2 separate regions of the Mus musculus genome follow, and region 2 is linked to region 1. The links are chromatin contacts, called in public HiChIP or PLAC-seq maps. All regions are on one chromosome and are shown on one strand. Each heading gives the region's core, a stretch centred on a gene start, on an enhancer-like site or on the middle of the called end of the contact. The rest is flanking DNA. Distances are from core to core; before and after follow the strand shown.

Region 1 (5,248 bases), core at 2,434-4,933:
TTATAATTATTTCCTTGCAAAATACTCATGAAATACGTTATACATGAGCAAACCAAGGTTCAGGAAGGTGATCTTGCAAATCAACAGCAAAGCCAATATTCAAAAATCAAGGTAATAGGCACACCAGTGAACTTTTCATCCAAAAAACCAGAAAAGAAAAAGCTACCCTATCCCAAAGTTCTCACCCATGCTAAGTCATGTACATTAACAATTAGAATGATATAAATGGAGTTAACAAGGAAAACAAGATAATCAGTGAAGAGGGAAGCTTTTCTTCTTGGTTTTCCCTATCTAGAACAATAATAGCAGAATCTATATCTTACCCCTCTGAATGACCTATAAAAGCTGGGAGACAGAGAGTGTGTGTGTGTGTGGGAGTGGGAGTGTGTGTGAGTATATCCATGCCTAAGGGGATCCTGAATGGTGATTTTGGCTTCAAAAAGTCATATATAAAACCCAGTTCATGTATCTGCCTAAGGTAATAAAACAAGTCACAACGGGGACACTTAGCTGGGCTAAGAACCTATACACAAACTCAGTAAAGTCACCGTCACCTGCAGCTACTATTGGAAGAACACATGAATACTAACCATGGGTGAGATTTTAATACAGAAGGTGAGCTTCTGCTTTGATCTGGATATATATGTCACACTATTGACCTCACTACTATAGCACTAGCTTGTTTCCTAAACTGCTACACTCCTCTGTGCTAAGTTCCAGACCACGACCTCTGATCATTCATCGTCCCTACAGTTCTAAGCTTGCTGCTGCTTATCCCAGCCTAGACTCCTAAGTTCCCTGACAGAAAAAAGTGAATCGGATCCATTGCCAGTCATATGTCTAACGTCTCATTACTGTGTGTCAGTCTGGCACTGCTCTACATCCTTAAGAGTACAGCAATGAACAGAGAGAAACCCCTGCCTGGTCAGAGCTTCAAGTCTATTATTAGCTTTCCTCGGTGCAACAGGGTGACAGAACCAGCAAGTGAGTGTGTGCCTCAGCCAGCAGAAACCGCTGTTCAGAAAGCGGGCAGAAGAGGTCAGAGGCTGCTATGTTACTTATCAGGGAAAGTCTCACACGCCAGAAACCCGAAATAACCTAACCAAAGGCAGGCCACACAATCATCTGGAAGGGAGAGGCCCCTGACAGAGTAGGAAGGGCAAGCACACCCAGCCCAGGGCACAGTGACGACATGTCAGCTGCTGGGTAGACTGCAAGCAGTCGAACTGAGTATAGAAAGGGGCAGAGCAAGGGCAGAGGGGAAGCTGGTCTACGCACAAGGGTCACAGGACCTCAAAGAATCCTGATCTGTGTGTAGGGAAGCAAGAGCAGAAACAGCAAGCCTTGATACAAATGCCATCACACACCCCCTGCCAGCCCGCACCCCCACCCCAGACAAGTACCCAGCAGGGCAGAGCTGCTTGAACCAGGCCTGACTGGGGGATGATGGACTCCTGTCAGATTTTAAAGACAGAACTCACTAGCTTTGTGCGTGGACTGGGAGTGAGGAGAAAGAGAAGCCTATGAGAGCTTTTAAAGCTTCAGGAAGAGTGGAGCTGCCATTCGTTGAAGTGAAGCACTTTTATTTTCCCAGAACCTGGCAAAGTACCTAGTGCACAGCGGACACTCAAATACCTGAGAATCGAGCTTAACTGAATAAACTCCCGGGTAATTCAATATATGGCTTTCCGCTTCCTCTGAAGTCCTCAGTGGTGTTAATTCCACAAAGAGGCTTAGACCCAAACCTTACACAGCACAGCAACAAATCCTGACCTCCCAACGATCATTTTGCCTTTAATGTACAACCTGTCTGGACACCCGGGAGGGCAGCTCTGAAAGCGAGTGAGCTTGAAGGGCCGCCTCACCACCACAGCCACAGAGCTGCTCATTAAGGACATCGCACTCCTGGAAGGGATGCTGATGCAGAGTGAACCCGATCGGCCACAATGAACAGAAATTATAACATTTAATGATAAATTTTCAGAATCTGACAAGACCAAGTCCTGTAATAAACAGCTCCTTTAAGCTGGGGTAAGTCCCTTCGAACACATTCCTATTAGAAATCAGAATCTGCTTGACAATGTGACATTTAGCGCGAGCACACACACACACACACACACACACACACTCGCCATCCCCCAAGGCATGTTCCTGCCTTAGTGATACTGAGAAAAGAGGCAAATAGGCTGCCCTAACTCGCGGTACTTCTCATACTCTCCATTCGGGGACTTAGTAACCCAGCACCTTTGTTCTAGCCCTCTGAAGAACCATGAAGTTAGCAGAAATTCCCTGAAAATAAAAGTTAATATCCTTCCTTCCAATCACTTTAAAATTTGAAAGCTTTGTTTTCTCAAATGTGCCACCTAAAATTGTGCTTTTATTTTATTTTTTATTTTTAAGAAATGTGCAAACATCTTTCAGGAAAACATCCTCTAAAAACACTCCTGAGGCCTGGACTGCACAGTGACTCTCAGGCCAGCCTTGGCTATAGAAGGAAACCGTCTGGGAACACCAAAAACACTTCAGAGAAACTGGACCGAGAGCACCAAGCAACAGGCGGCGGCACTCTCCTTTTCCCAGCCAGTCAAAGGCCTTGAACCAACGCAAACAAACGCCAGCCAGGCTCTCGTATCTCCCCGCTCCCTGCCGGCAGCGCTAGCCTGACAACACCGCGGTCCCTCGCCGCGGGGCTGAACCGAATGGAACCCGCACTCAACCGATCAGCGGTTTGCGGAGGCGCGAGCCCGCTGGGGGTTTCCCCCAGCACGGGAAGCGAGTACGAGCCGGGACACCCTGCGACTCCGTTTCTGCCGGAGCGCGCACGGCCTCCCCCGGGCTCCGCACACAGCCGGGGGCCGAGGTGCGGGCGGGGATGCCCCCGGGGAGCGGGAGGTAGATAGTCCGAGGCCCGGGGAACGACCGGGGACCCCCGATGGAAGGCCTCGGGGCGCCAGTTACGCAGACCCGCACGAGAGGCGCTAGGAAAGCGGGACCCGGCCGGGGACCGGCGGGAAGGGAGGTGCTGAAAACACGGGAAACCCGGGGCCCGGAGCGGAGCCAGCGGGGGAGGGGAGCGTCCGCCCGCCGCCGGGACCGCGGGACGCGGGGAGGACAGGGGCGCGACCCCCGGGCCCCCGAGGATCACAGCCGAGCGTCCGCTGCGGGTCCCCGTCCCCGCCCCCACTCACCATGTAAAGCGTGAAGGGCAGGCCGAGCAGAAAGAGCCACAGGTAGAGGTGGAGCGCGTTCACGAAGGTGGCCTGGTGCGGGTCGTAGTACCAGCCGCCGCTGAGCGCGGCCCACACCCCCTGCCGGAGGATCTGCAGCGTCTGCGACCCCATCCCCACCCGGCGTCGCCGCCGCCGCCGCCGCCGTCCCCGCCCCGGCCCCAGCTTCGGCCTCGTCGCCTGCGCGCCCGCGGACCGGTCTAGCCCCCTCCCGAGCTCCGGGAGAGCGGCCCGGCGCCGCGGCGCTCGCTGGTGCTGCTGCACGAGGAGGAGGAGGAGGAGACGGCGGAGGAGGAGGCGGCGAGCGGCAGGGCGGAGAGCGGCGAGGAGGAGGAGGAGGCCGGGCTCCTGAGCGCCGCCGCCATCTTGTCTTCGAGCTCCGAGCCCGAGCCCAGTCCGCCAGCGCTGCCGCCGCCGCCGCCGCCTCCGCCGCCGCGACCCCCGCCGGCCGCCAGCCTCGGCCCGGCGGAGCAGGCGAGCGGGCGCCCGGCAGGACGCGGAGGAAGCCGCGCCCCCTCCGGCTCCTCCTCCTGCTCCCTCCACCCGCGGAGCGGTCCCCACGGGTACGCGCAGCGCCTGGGTCGCACGGGCGCCTCCTGTTGGGAGAAGCCTGCAGAAGCAGCATCTGGCCGGGGTGGGGATGGGGGTGGGGTCGGGTGGGGTGGGGTGGGGTCGGGTGGGGTGGGGTGGGGTGGGATCCGGTCGGGTCCGAGTTTGCAACCCGGATGGCACTGCACCGGGCATGACCGACCACTGCAAGCTCTTTAAAGTCGAGCGGACTTCCAGACTTCCAGAATTCGTAGACCTTGCAGGGGCTGCCGTTTGTGGCAATTGCCCAAGACAAAACAAGTAAAAAACATTTGGGGGTAAACTGTCTGAGTTTGACACTGCAGGACTGGAAGAATTAAAGCAGAGTTGAAAAGAACTGTGTTACCCTTTTTTGGACCCGAAGCAGCTTGAGTGAGAAAAAGGGCGACGACGTCAAGAACTAGAAGCTTTACTGCTTCCAAATAGGTGTAAATTAATACAAGCTGCAAGAGATACAAAAGTATGACATGACCAAGTTATGCTTGCACCACAACTTTTCTTTTTCATGTGGTGCAACTAGTAACCATTTTTATCAATGGGCCAATCTCAGCAGAGTTGAAAGATTCCTGACTCCACCCAAACTTTGAATGGGGTCTTGTACTTCTCTTTTTATAGCTGTGAAAACTGGGAATCATTCTTGGCCCAGTCTAATGTTTCTGAAGTATGTCTGATCTCACTGGATGGCTTTTTTTTTTTAAGGGTTTGAAGGTTGAGTTTATTGTAGCAATAAACGTACTCTGTTTTCCCAGATTAAAGTTGCTATAATTAATGAGGAAAGCAAGTGAGACAGAGCAGTTGGTGACATTTTAAGAAGTGGTTAAAACCCATCGCAGTGCCTCTGGGTATCATGCCACTGTATAGCTGGTTATGCTCACACCTGCTCCACTTAACCTTCACAACGCTCCTTTAACACAGCCAGGGCTATCCTTATTTTTACCAGTGAGGGCTCTGCCACTCAGAGTGATTGCCCAGGTTCTCATAAGTAATAAGCTGTGGAGTGCTCAGAAGTCAGCGTTCATCCTAGCAGCATGGACTGAGCCTTTCATATCCACTCAGGTAGGAGTTAGAACTCAGGCAGGACCTTCAGGCTTAAGGATATAGTCAGCTGTTCTCAAAGGTGATGGGGGCATCACCTCAGAATGACTTAGAAAAGGAAATTCTCACATTATCTCTCTAGGGAAACTGGGTGAGAGACTAGGGAAAAACCAAAAAGTTTTAAGAAGCCTTCCAGAGATTGTAAGAACCTTTCAGGTAGGAAGAACACCACTTTCCGTTGTATAATCACAAAGTGATCTAAGTTCAAAGCACTTTAAAGGGTGTAAATAAATTCACATCAACATATATTTTAAATGTATGACTAAAAACAAAATCAAGATTAAGTAATACAATATTATAATTAAAATAGTGACCTAATGGCTTGATTCACAGGCACA
Region 2 (5,631 bases), core at 2,259-4,758, 1.2 Mb before region 1:
TGAATGTGTGCCGAATGCAGAAAACAAACCCTAGACTTGCAGCACACTGATGAAAAGCAACTTTAGCTGCTTAGAAGTTTCTTTTTTTTTTCCTGGAGGCATCTCCCCCATTTTCTAATTAGACTGTAAATTAGACATTTTTTCTGAATATTTTCTGATGGAAGGGCAGCTGTGGGAACCGTCTCATTGATCAGAGTTTTGCCTTTTTTTTTTTCTTTTCTTTCTGGTGGGCTTTGCCTGGTTGAAATGCACAATTAGAGTTGAAAAAAAATCACTTCCTCACTTCTTGCAGGAGCGGAAAACAGAAGGAGTTTTAGCAAATAATTAAACATCTTAATTGTGGATCAGACAATCTAATTTTAAGAGCTGCTTCTAGAAGGCTGCTCGGTGACAGGGCTACAACTTATCTTTAATTGCTACGGCTAACGAGAGAATTCATCTCATTTCCCACGCTATTGTGATGAGCTCTTTGGCATTCTAAATAGTGGCTCACTTCCTCAAAGGGTGATTTTTTTTTTTAACGTGATGATAGGCATTCAGTGGAGAAAATGAACGACTTCTATCTGCAAATACAATGATCCCACATCCTGGACCCCACAATGATAAGCCTTCTTTTCAAGACTGTAGGAGCCCCTTGGAGAAGTTGGCTATGGCATGTGTACCAACACCAGGGCAGGTAAAGGCAAGGTCAAGGGTCAAGGTAAAGGCCAAGGTAAAGGTCAAGGGTCAAGTACCTGGGTCCTCAATGGAAAGGTTCTTCATAAGCCACTGTACAATGTCAGTACCTGCAAGGACAAAGCAATCACAGTTGAAGATCTCATTGGTAGCAGATGTAACGTCTTCACCAGAGTCCTAAGCTATCCTAAGCCCAGCAGCACATAGTCCAAGAGATGCACAGTATTGATACTTTCCCATGGTACCCAGCCTTTCCTATCCACTGGAACATTTCCACGGTTATGATGCAATCATTGTTATCCCTCCTTTTCTTCCTTCTTTAATGGACAAGGCTTTGGTGCATCCCAGGCTGGCCTTGAATTTTCTATACAGACGAGGATGCTGAGATCCCAGTCTTGCACCACCGTGCCTAGTTTCTACAGTCCTGGGGCTCAAACACAGGGCTTCATGCATTCTAGGCAACCAGTTGAGCTGCACTCCCTATATTCCAATCTTTTTACAAGAAAGGAAGAAAAACAAACAGGAAAAAGAAAGGAAGAAAAAATAAAAACCTACCGATCAAACCAACCAAACAAACCAAAACGAAAAATCCAAATTCACTTCTGAGGTCTCAGTTTTATCTGCATTTCTAGGGAGCATCCGTCAGAAACTTACTGAGGACATGGATTTCAGTGGTTTCCCCAAGACAGGCTGGCAAGACCTGAGTATGCCTGCTCCCAGAACATTTCGTCCTTGGCATCATGCCTACCGACAAGGGCTAACCAGCTCAGGAGACTTCAAGGTTCTTGAAAAACCCATTCATTTCAGCTGTGAGTCCATTCTGAATCAACATGCCTCTGGGTCTGCAGTAGACACTTCGGAGTCTTCACTCGCAGCGTCTCCATTTTGCTTCGGGCCCCAGCTACCTTACATATCCAACCCCCACCCCTGAAGAAGGCTGTGAACCTACTATACTAATTATAGGCGTGGGTAGAATGACCTATACCACGTCCTGATCTGGCCTGTGAAAACTCCTGTGTGGGCCATGCACACCTCCCAGACCCTTCCCTTAGTTCTCTGGGAGACTGAGTGAAACAGACACACAGTATGGATGGGGTCGTGGATCTCACCATGAAAATGTAGGACTCTTTGGGGTCCTCGTGAGAGGCATTATCTGTGTTTGGAATAAGCCCAGTTCTTAGGGACTCACGAACTCCCTGCCCGGCAGTGTGCTCTAGGGTAAGTCACGCTTGAACAGAAATTCTTCCTCTTGGTTTTGTCTTCTGGTGACAGAACAGTGAACCTGAACCCAGACCTCATTACTCTGAGACCATCCTGTCAGATTTTGGTCAGTCCTCCGATCAGTCATCAGTGTTCCAGTGTGGCAGACCTGCATTCATCCCATGGTTTGGTCTGGAGCCCCTTGCCATGGGCCACAGTCCCTGAACAAACTCCCTTTTACTATCTTCCTTTAAAAAGATGCACCTAGAACCAAGAGCAGCTTAGCTCACACAGGAGTGTGTAGAGAGCAGGGGAATCCCTGAGGGAGTGTGTATTATTGATGTGCCAAGGTCCCCAGTAGCTCAATTCTGTGGAGCTGGGAAAGCCTTCTTCCTGACGAGGCTCAGAAGCACAGCAAAGTCTTCTTTGTGGGGAGGGGGCGGTCCAGGTCTAAACTTCCTTTCTTAGGAGTTTACAGATGGAGACAGTCCCTTACAGAGATCTCTTACCGAGACTAGCTATCACTGCTCCCTGGGCGATACGTAACAAACACAGAGAGAGAGAGGATCTGGGTCGCCAGGGTGGTCAGTGCAGCTCCATCAGAGTACACACAGCCCCACCTGACCCAGCTTTTGGGTACTGATATCTCTGTGTTGGTTCTCATTCGTTTGCCTCTATAGTCAGGATTTTAGGATCCAGGCCTCCAGGTACATCACAGGCATGCAGGAACCCAATATCTGCAAGATTCCAAATATCTGATCTACCCACCATGTCACCCGAAGATTTCATTTTACACAGACCTCTAAACATGGCTTTATCATACTTTGATAGAAAATGGGTTCAAAGGAACAATATTTCCAGATCTGAGTCGAGAGCAGGTCTGAAACCCTGGTGTGTGTGTGTGTGTGTGTGTGTGTGTGTGTGTGTGTGTGTGTGTGTGTGTGTGTGAGGGAAAGCAGGCAGGGGAGGGTAGATTAGATTAGCAGGCTAATCGCTGCCTGGCTAGCTTCCCAGACAGGTGAATGAGATCCAACAGAGGAATTTACTGAGACACTCTTTTTTTGAGAATCAAAAATTTCAGACATTTGATCATTAGACTAGAAGTGAGATCTCTGATGGCGGGACAGCCTGGACCTTTGGTGTCTGATTTCTGTGTGGCTCAATGCCAGTGCCTTGGCGCTGCCAGGGCTTTACCCTTGTCCTCATGGGCTTTGCCTGGGGTCAGCCCTCATTGACAATTCCATTTCCTCACATGTCAGCCTCTAAGGCAAGACTAGGAAGCTTCCCACCCGAGCTTCCGGACCACATCTATGAGCCGAAACTGGATGTAAAAACACTTCAATCCGTTCCCATCCTTTGAGAGGGCGTTCACTTGTACCTCCGTGGGTACGTGTGTGCGCATGCTCATTTTCCCCCCACATCGCAGAAGTTCTGTTATTTGTTCTAGGAAATGCAGAACAAAACAGACATCAGCTAAGAACTGTAATCCCAAACTGGGGGTGGGGGAGAGACACTAACCTGTTCTTTTTTTTTTTTTTTTCCTTAAAGAAAAATAGTTCTTTTCTGTGGGTTGCCTGGAAACCGAGAGGCTTCCAGGATCACTCCGACTCTCCCCGGGGCCTGTGGATTATCTTTCCGCTGAGCTTGCTCAGCCATTATTTATCACCTGCCAAGATTGATTGCTCACTCTGGGACAATGACAGCCCTTCCTTTCCCCTGTTAATTACTGTCATCATTAATATCCATGTCACTAATTAGTATTCATTCACATTGAAACTCCTTCCCTGCTCTCCTACCCACCCTCCCCAGGCCCCAGGCCCATTGTCTGGATTTCTAACCCTCTTTGGCACTCAGTTTCTGGTCCAATTTTTCTCTGGCTCTACCAAACCCTGGTCACCTTCACTGAGCTAAAGGATAGCAATTAAGCACTTTTCTCCTCCCACTAACACTTTGGGGACCACAGAGCTGGGTTTTGTGTCCTGGTATAGTGACACTGGCAGTTGCCATGTGGGGATTAAGCTGCTATTCTTGGCTATCCTGGGTAAGGATACTTTATCTGCTGTTCCGTCACTGTCTCTCACACACAGTGGGTACCATTCTGTGGCCTGCGGCAAGCATGCTGGAGGATGCTTAGGGATGGGTCCGCTTCCCCCTCACTGCTTTTTAGGAGTGCTATTTCCTGCTTCTAAGGACTGACTGATCCACAAATGGCCTACCCCAGCTTTGGGGCTGGAAATGAACCACTGTGGTTCAGCCCCACAATAAGCAGGAAAGGCAAATATGTCATAATATTATGAAAGTGCTCCAACTAGGCATGTTATAGCCAGATGGGAACAGTCCACACAGCAACGGGAGCAAGCATTTGCTTTTAATTTTTCCTCTCTCTCCACCAACTCCAGCGACTGTCCTTTCCTTTCTCTCCACAAAAGAATTTGAAGAAGATTCATTTCTGTTTCATCGGAAAATAACTGCTGCCTTCTGTTTCCACTGTTGGTTTTTAGAGCTTACCTTTGTAAGACGCCCTGCAGGGACTTACAGACTGATAACACGGCACAGTGTAACACACACAGCGGAGTTACTCTGTTCCCTAGAGCCCAAGACACTGACCTAGAAGCTGTCTTCCTGAGGCCAATTGCATCTCTCTCTCTCTCTCTTTCTGTGTTATGTACATGCTATGTGGGTGCGTGTACAAGTATTTTACACATGCATTTGTATGTCAGAGATGAATGCACACACCTCCTTCAGCTACTCTTTACGTCATTCTTGAGACAGGGCCTCTCTCTCTCTCTGTCTCTGTTTCTGTCTCTGTCTCTCTCTCTGAGACAGGATTTCTCTGTGTAGCCCTGGCTGTCCTGGAACTCACTCTGTAGACCAGGCTGACCTCAAACTTGGAGATTCGTCTTCTTCTGCCTCCTGAAAAGTAAGGTTTCTTATTGAATCTGGAGCTCATCTACTCAGCTACGCTGTCTGTCTGTCTGTCTGTCCAGTGAGCTACAGGAATCTACCTATGTCTGTTTTCCCAGTACAGGAATTATAGGCTCATGGTCATACCCAGCTTTAAGTGGGTTCTAGAGATCTGAACTCATGTCTCACACTTGTGTGACAAACACCTTAGCAACTGAGCCATCACTCCAGCACCACTAAAAGTAATTTAACAACTCACAATACAGGAATATGCATTACACCAGAGTACTCAAGAACCTTCCACTGCTTGCGTACTGTATCCCTGTATGTAAGAATATGTTTATGACCAGCAGTTACATGCTGTGCTTCATGTGTGCTGTAGTATGCCTTTCTACTGTATCTTTTACATATAAACATATTTATTGAAAGGGCATCAGTATAAAATTCTTCTAACAAGAAAGGAAGTAAACCATGACTCATTCATGCAATAAATATTTATTGAACTACTATTCTGATTGGAAAATACCACATCAACCAAGAATACTGTCCTAGCCAGGGTTTCTATTCCTGCACACACATCATGACCAAGAAGCAAGTTGTGGAGGAAATGGTTTATTCAGCTTACACTTCCACCTTGCTGTTTATCACTAAAGGAAGTCAGGACTGGAACTCAAGCAGGTCAGGAAGCAGGAGCTGATGCAGAGGCCATGGAGGGATGTTTCTTACTGGCTTTCTTCCCCTGGCTTGCTCAGCTTGCTCTCTTATAGAACCCAAGACTACCAGCCCAGGGATGGTCCCAACCACAGTGGGGCCTCCTTCCTTGATCACCAACAGAGAAAATGCTCCACAGCT

The links. HiChIP or PLAC-seq counts read pairs in DNA pulled down with a chosen protein or histone mark.
Region 2: an H3K4me3 HiChIP or PLAC-seq map of stem cell-derived neural progenitor cells shows a contact between it and region 1, with 3 times the contacts expected there. The contact joins the enhancer-like site here to the promoter of Pcnx in region 1. A contact is called at or near these places in 2 of 39 promoter capture datasets (embryonic stem cells and hippocampal neurons) and 3 of 115 datasets of contacts at active chromatin or transcription factors (embryonic forebrain, large pre-B cells and stem cell-derived neural progenitor cells).

Annotation. Positions count from the first base shown.
Region 1 is chr12:81,858,465-81,863,712 of GRCm38.p6, reverse strand. It overlaps Pcnx (pecanex homolog), which reads right to left and starts at 3,683. Exons shown (of 36, transcript NM_018814.3): 1 at 3,189-3,683. The coding sequence starts at 3,341.
Region 2 is chr12:83,042,713-83,048,343 of GRCm38.p6, reverse strand. It overlaps Rgs6 (regulator of G-protein signaling 6), which reads right to left. Exons shown (of 17, transcript NM_015812.4): 4 at 735-785. Among named protein-coding and RNA genes, the nearest start is that of Gm31187, 37 kb to the left of the region's middle. Within about 2 kb of position 3,508, at least 39 of the 459 cell types and tissues checked have an H3K27ac peak or open chromatin away from gene starts, as enhancers often do. A contact at or near this core is called in hippocampal neurons and stem cell-derived neural progenitor cells, where this site is marked.